2 separate regions of the Mus musculus genome follow, and region 2 is linked to region 1. A link is a contact called in public ChIA-PET data. All regions are on one chromosome and are shown on one strand. The core of a region is the stretch at or near the end of the contact, and the rest is flanking DNA. Distances in the headings are between cores, read along the strand shown. Region 1 overlaps Chst11 (carbohydrate sulfotransferase 11). Region 2 overlaps Slc41a2 (solute carrier family 41, member 2).

Region 1 (2,952 bases), core at 353-2,852:
GTGTGGATGACAAATGGCCATCTCTCTTGAAAAAGACTTAGCAGGAGAGAGGCACTAATGTGTTGGCACAATGCTAACCCTCCTTCTCTGAGTCCTGCAAGGATTCAGCACCAAGTGCTTGAGACACACAAGACATTTAGACCTGGGCCAGCAGCCCTGCAGGCAGGGAAGGCACAGGCTGTATTCATTCACAATGTTGTAACTGTTGAAGGCTGGGCAGCTAGAGACAGTGAGGCCTGATGCTGGGGGTGGCTTCTTGGACTTTTGGGTTTGTGGGTGACTTGTGGAAGGGGTAGAAGGTGCCTAGCAGGTGGGAAAGGGAGGAATACTTTGCGGTGGTATCTGCTGGGCTGGCCCAATTCTAGCCTCTTCCCCACCAGGAATGGTACGTGGGTAACTTGTATTAATGAGGGAGATGGGGTGTTGATAGACCAGGAGGCATCAGAGATAGATCAACCAGTACAGTGCTTGCTGCACAGGCCTGAGGTCCTGGCTTCCATCCCTAGAACGGATAGGGGGGAGCAAAAAACAAACAAACAAACAAACACTGAGCATTGTGATGTGTGTCTGTTATCCCAGCGTAGGTTTCAGGCCAATAAGAAACACTGTTGTAGTAGTTGTTGTTATTGTTGTTGAAGGAGAGTGATGGACAGCGTCTAAGGAATGATACCTAATACCCAAGATCGACCTCCACAAGTACACACACACACACACACACACACACACACACACACACACACCACACACACACACACACACAATAGCCTACAGTTCTAGCATCCTGAAATCCACCGCCTGCTTTACAGTGTGTTGACTGTACTGATAGCTCATCGCGATGTTGCCCCTTTCTTCAACTGTCCAGCCAGGATGTTATTCCAGCTAATGTCTATCAGTCATTTTCTGTCAGTGAGATACCAGATGTGCATGAGTCAGGCCTCGTGAGCAGATGCCAGATGTGTCTGGCATTCCTGCAGAGCCCACTCCCGGAGAAGAATACCCAACCAGCAGTTCCTCGGGTGTAACAGAGACACCAGAGCTGATCTGATGGAAATACCCCAGGACCGTGGCTAGGAGCAGGTGCCTGGACCACCCACACTGACCGTACAGTCAGATGGCTAAGGTGGAGTCAAGGAGTTACAGTCACCAGACAACACAGGGAGTCAGCATTCAGGTTCAGTCAAGGCTTTGCTGCCTGGTTCTACTGCCAGCCCCTTTCCAGACAATCCTCCACAATGACGTTAAACAGGAAGTGAATTTCTACTTCCGTGGTGTTCACAAGACACAGGCATGGTGCCATATGTTTTTTTTCTGAGCCCTCAATCATCAAAGCAACCCCCAGAATGCACAACTATTGTCCCCATGGTACAGAATGGGGAACCAAGGCCTGAGGGCTCAAGATGCTCAGTCAAATGTTCAGTAAGGCGTGCTGAGTCTCTGGAGAGAGGCAGGAAGGAAACCACAAAGCCAAATTGTCCAGTCAGAAGCCAAGAGAACCTGCAGGGCCAAGCCATATTCTCCCACACACACACCTACCTGCCTCCCTAAAATACCACAGACAGCCCAGCCCTGGGGGGGAGTTGCCAGCCTCGAGGCTGAGAGAAGGGGCCCAGCTTCCTTCCTCCTGTCAGAAGTGACTTCCGATATCCCCAGAGTGTGTCAGTCAACAGGCACAGAGCCTGCCTGCCCCTCTGATTTCAGACTTCTGAAGGACCAGCCTCCTTGGTGTCGGAACCCTGTCCCTTCCTCACCCTTGTCCCTGTTCTGGGCCACCATTCATAGGAAGCCAGGCCAGCTTGGCAATGGTCCCATTCCTAAGCCTGAAGCCTTCTGCACCAGGCCCAAACCTCCCGGAGCCCAGAGACTGTGGGATGTAAATAAGGCCCCTCCAGCTACATCTGGCTTCCTGGAAAGGCGCCCCAACTCACGGAGCCCTGTGCAGAGCTCTTCCAACCTCTTCTGGTATCTTTGCCCTCCAGCATGGCATGACTCCTCCTCCTGTTTCCTGGGCTGACTCAGGTAGAAAGCTCCAGAGGAGTCCTCCCATGATCAAAGCTGTTTCATCAGAGCCGACTTCTCCTAAGACGAACAGCCTATCTGCTAATGCGTTGGTGCAGCTTCAGACTCTGGCTCCAAACCTCAGTAGGAGGATGGGCTGGGGCAGCAGATGTAGGCACCAGAGGAGCACACAGCAGCCTCTCCAGTCACCCAGAACCTGCACAATCCCTATACACCCCACATTATTGACATATACCTGCATCTATTCATACATGCATATGTGCATATATTACATTCACTCCTGAGTGTAAGCATACATTCATACATGCATGTGCGCACTGACTCGTATGCATTCATGCATTCTCACTTTAATTCAGACAAACCTTCGAGTGTCTCCTATGGGCCAAGAATTAGTAATGTATTAGAGGGAAAAAAAAGTGGAAGACACCTGCACCCTGGAATTAGCATGCTAGGAGGGAGAGAGGCCAGAGCGAGTCAGTGGTGTGTGACACGCATACAAGATGGTGGCTGTTGCAAGAGAGCAGCCAGGCAAGGGCTTGAGCCTCAAAACTTGCTCTTAATAAACTGACTGAGTACTTTTCGCAGGATGCTCACAGCCTGGCTGGTTCTTTTTCCCCAGGGGTCTTTAAGCTGTGCACCTAGGATGGGTGAACCAGAGGCTCCAAGAAGGTGTGTTACAGCCCTCAGATGCCAGGGAGAACACCAGCTGGTTACTCACAGACAACACCAGCCCCAGCAGGTTTAGTGAGACTCGACAAGGCTCACACCCAGGTTCCAGTGTGGTCCAGCCCTAGTATACATAGGACTCTAGGCCCTCTGAAGCTGTGGTTCCTACCCGGGCAGTACTAGGACCCTGGGACCACCGGCAACAGCCGGAGAAGGTATAGCAGACCTCTGGGATAGAAATAGGACCCAGCCTATCACCATGATACCTCT
Region 2 (3,155 bases), core at 583-3,082, 150 kb after region 1:
TAATTCACACTTGGGAAACTGAGTCACAAGCGGTTGAACTAATATTCCCTTATTTCTAAAGTTAGTACGCTAAGGACCCTGCACTTGAACTCAGGGCCAGCTGGGTGACAAAGAAGCCACTGCAGGTGTTCCAGACCATCCCATGGCCAGCATGTATGGGCATGTGTGGCTAAGGATCCAGAGGCCGCTCTGACTCACAGGCGAACTCACTTTGCATTATCTTCCATTACGTAATCAGTGGAGGAGTATCTTCTGACAGCCCAGATATGCACGCCATAGCTGGCTTGTCTGTATATGTCACGTGGAGCCGTGCAGACTAAAGCGCCAGCTCCCTCCGCTCATTTACACTTTTTACGCTCTTTACCAGTCTATGAGATTTTGATACAAAGGTCCACGTGTTCCCCAGGACTTGACAAAATGTGCCCACGAGAAAGACTAAAACTTTAAAGGGTAAGTAAGATCCAAAGAAATTGGGGTGTGGAGAGAGGGCGGACAGGAGACGGGGTTGGGGGGAGCAATACAATGAAGTAAATGGTAGCCTGACAGAAAACTACACAGAGAGAATGGAGTGGTCTAAGTCACGGTTCACATGACCAAACATCAAGTGGCCATCAAGAGAAGTCCAGGAATTCCTAGCCAGGAGGAAAGCACAGAGGAGGCCCCTAAGTGCTCAAAAGCATTTACCCATGGGGAGTAGGGCAGCAGGTTAGATTTCTTCAAAGGGCTGACGCATCTTATTGAATCATTTCCCTAGAGCTGACTCTTGACTAAATTACACTGCAATGAAAATGAGCAAGTTTGTGCATAATACTTTCCAACGTCTGCAATTACTTTAGGATAATTACAGAGGGCCAGTGAGATGGCTCAGTGGATAAAGGCGCTTGCCACCAGGCCCAAAGAACCAAGTTTGATTGCCAGGAACCATATGGTCTTAGGGTGAAAACTGATTCCTGCAAGCTGTCCTCAATGCTCCACCCGCGCCCATGGCACAAATGTGTAGGCCTGTGCACACATAATACACACACATACACACACACACACTCACGTGCGCACACTCACGCACACGGAAATACGTTTTAAAGATACATACATGTTAACAGTTTCAATTTAGTTTTAAAGCCATTTCTATACTAGCAAAGTTTGATTCTGACAATCTAGTCTAAAATAGATAAACTTACTTACAAAACTAGCCAAGTTTCAACACCCCAAAAATCTACAGACAGGCAAGTTTGAACTGAAACCTTTCTACTTCTCACAAAGTTTTCAAAGCTGCTTTCCAGTTATCAGAACCATATGCCAACAGAATTCTTTCTTTGTTTCTCGATTTAGTTTTGTGACATCACAGTACTGTGTTAGCAGCGACACTCTCTGGAAACAAACTGACATCATTAAATTCATCCCCATGAGTTCTCTGGGGCATAGGGATGCTCTAATTTTACCACTTCAAAGAGCAAAACCTCTCTCTCCTGATGGCTCTGGGGACTTTAATCTTATTTGCTTTGTCCCCAGCATCTGTAAAAAGCTGCCTTTGTCAAAAGTTCAGGATGCCTGCGTGCTCAAATGCGCGTGTGTGCTAGATTTCTGTTCCTGTGGGCCACCTGTCCCATTCTATACTTCTAAGTGAAAATCAAAATGTATTACTCTTATTACTGTTTGTTGTTGTCGCTGCTGTTGTTTTGAGACAGGGTTTTGGGTATACCAGGCTGGCCTGGAACTCGCTACGGCAGAGCTGACATGACCTTGAACTGCTGATCTTTCAGAAGCTGGGACTGCAGGAGAGATCACCATAGCAGAACCTTCCTCCAACACCTCTACCACTGTGTGGCTGTAAGAGAGTATTTTGGGTTGCAGAGCTTTTAAAAAAATAAACAAATGTAGTTCTAACCCTAGTGTTTCAAGTGAGAAAAATATTCCAATAAAACCTTTTTGCCCAAGAAAGTCTAACTAAAAACAAAACAGTCCTGATATCAGGAAATATCTCGTTTTGTCTTTTGTTGTTGCTGTTTTACATTTGTTTGTTTGCTTTTTTTTGAAACAGGGTTTCAGTCTGTAGTTCTGGCTGTCCTGGCACTTCCTGTGAAGACGAGGCTAACCTCAAGCTTGACTCAATTCTCCTTCCGCTGCCTTCTGCGCCACAGTTACAGCTGTGGGGCGCCACATTCAGTCATACTAGTTTTTTTTTTTTTTTTTTGTTCCACATTTATTTGTGGGTGTGTTCTCGAGTGCATGCCTGCATACGTGTGTGTGTGTGTGTGTGTGTGTGTGTGTGTGTGTGTGTGTGTGCCACATCATGAACACAGAGGCTGGACATGTGTGGAGGTCAGGGAAAGACTTTCAAGGGGTTGGTTCTCTATCCACTACAGGGGTCCTGGGGATCAAACTCAGGTTGTCAGGCTTGGTGGCCAAAGCCACCTCCTGCTGAGCCACCTCCTGCCCTGATTTGCTTTTGTTTTATTCTTTTGAGATAGGGCTCTCTCTCCTTAGCCCAGGCTGCCCTCAGACTCATGACAGTCCTCCTGACTCAATCTCTCCAAGTGCTGGAATACAGATATACGCCACCAAACATGGCTCACTGTGTCATATGTCATGAGACTCAACGAACATATGCTTAGTTCCTACTCTGTGCCAGGTACTAACTGGTTACAAACGTGTTTAGTCCCTACTATGCACCAGGTATTATACCAGTTACCAGGCACAATGTGAAAAGGCAGAAGCAAGCTCTTAGAGCTTTCTATCTTGGAGCAAAAAGGGCAAACAAACAGGGAACCTTTATGAAATGGGAACAGAAACAAAGGGAAGATTCTTCAGATCAGAGTGAAAGCAGATTTGAAATGCCTGTATCACTAGGCCAAGAAATATAAAGTTTCTGACTGAGTTGAGAAAGACAAAGGACCTAAAGAGATCTTAGGGTGATAGCTATCTCACCAGTGAACCAGGTCCTGATTAGATCCAAGGGCATCTTACTTCCTCTACAATAAACCCAAGGTCCTTAAGAAGGCTAACTAAATCCCAACAACAAGCCCTTAACCCTATGGTCCAGCAATATCTATGTTCAACATATTCTTGTTTTCTACTTTAACTATTGTGACAGTCTCAATGTAGCCCTGGCTGGCCCGGAACTTGCTATAGAGAACTGGCCCCAAGCTCACAGAGAT

What was found. ChIA-PET counts read pairs in DNA pulled down with a chosen protein or histone mark.
Region 2: a contact with region 1 is called in an RNA polymerase II ChIA-PET map of memory CD8 T cells, with 8 read pairs. The contact joins two enhancer-like sites. A contact is called at or near these places in 3 of 39 promoter capture datasets (the 3T3-L1 cell line and 3T3-L1-derived adipocytes), 1 of 484 Hi-C or Micro-C datasets (Th1 cells) and 3 of 115 datasets of contacts at active chromatin or transcription factors (double positive thymocytes, effector CD8 T cells and memory CD8 T cells).

Annotation. Positions count from the first base shown.
Region 1 is chr10:83,182,824-83,185,775 of GRCm38.p6, forward strand. All of the region lies in intron 2 of Chst11 (carbohydrate sulfotransferase 11), which reads left to right. Among named protein-coding and RNA genes, the nearest start is that of Slc41a2, 150 kb to the right of the region's middle. Within about 2 kb of position 1,603, at least 150 of the 459 cell types and tissues checked have an H3K27ac peak or open chromatin away from gene starts, as enhancers often do. A contact at or near this core is called in Th1 cells, double positive thymocytes, effector CD8 T cells and 1 more, where this site is marked.
Region 2 is chr10:83,328,354-83,331,508 of GRCm38.p6, forward strand. All of the region lies in intron 1 of Slc41a2 (solute carrier family 41, member 2), which reads right to left. Among named protein-coding and RNA genes, the nearest start is that of Slc41a2, 7.9 kb to the right of the region's middle. Within about 2 kb of position 1,833, at least 83 of the 459 cell types and tissues checked have an H3K27ac peak or open chromatin away from gene starts, as enhancers often do. A contact at or near this core is called in Th1 cells, double positive thymocytes, effector CD8 T cells and 1 more, where this site is marked.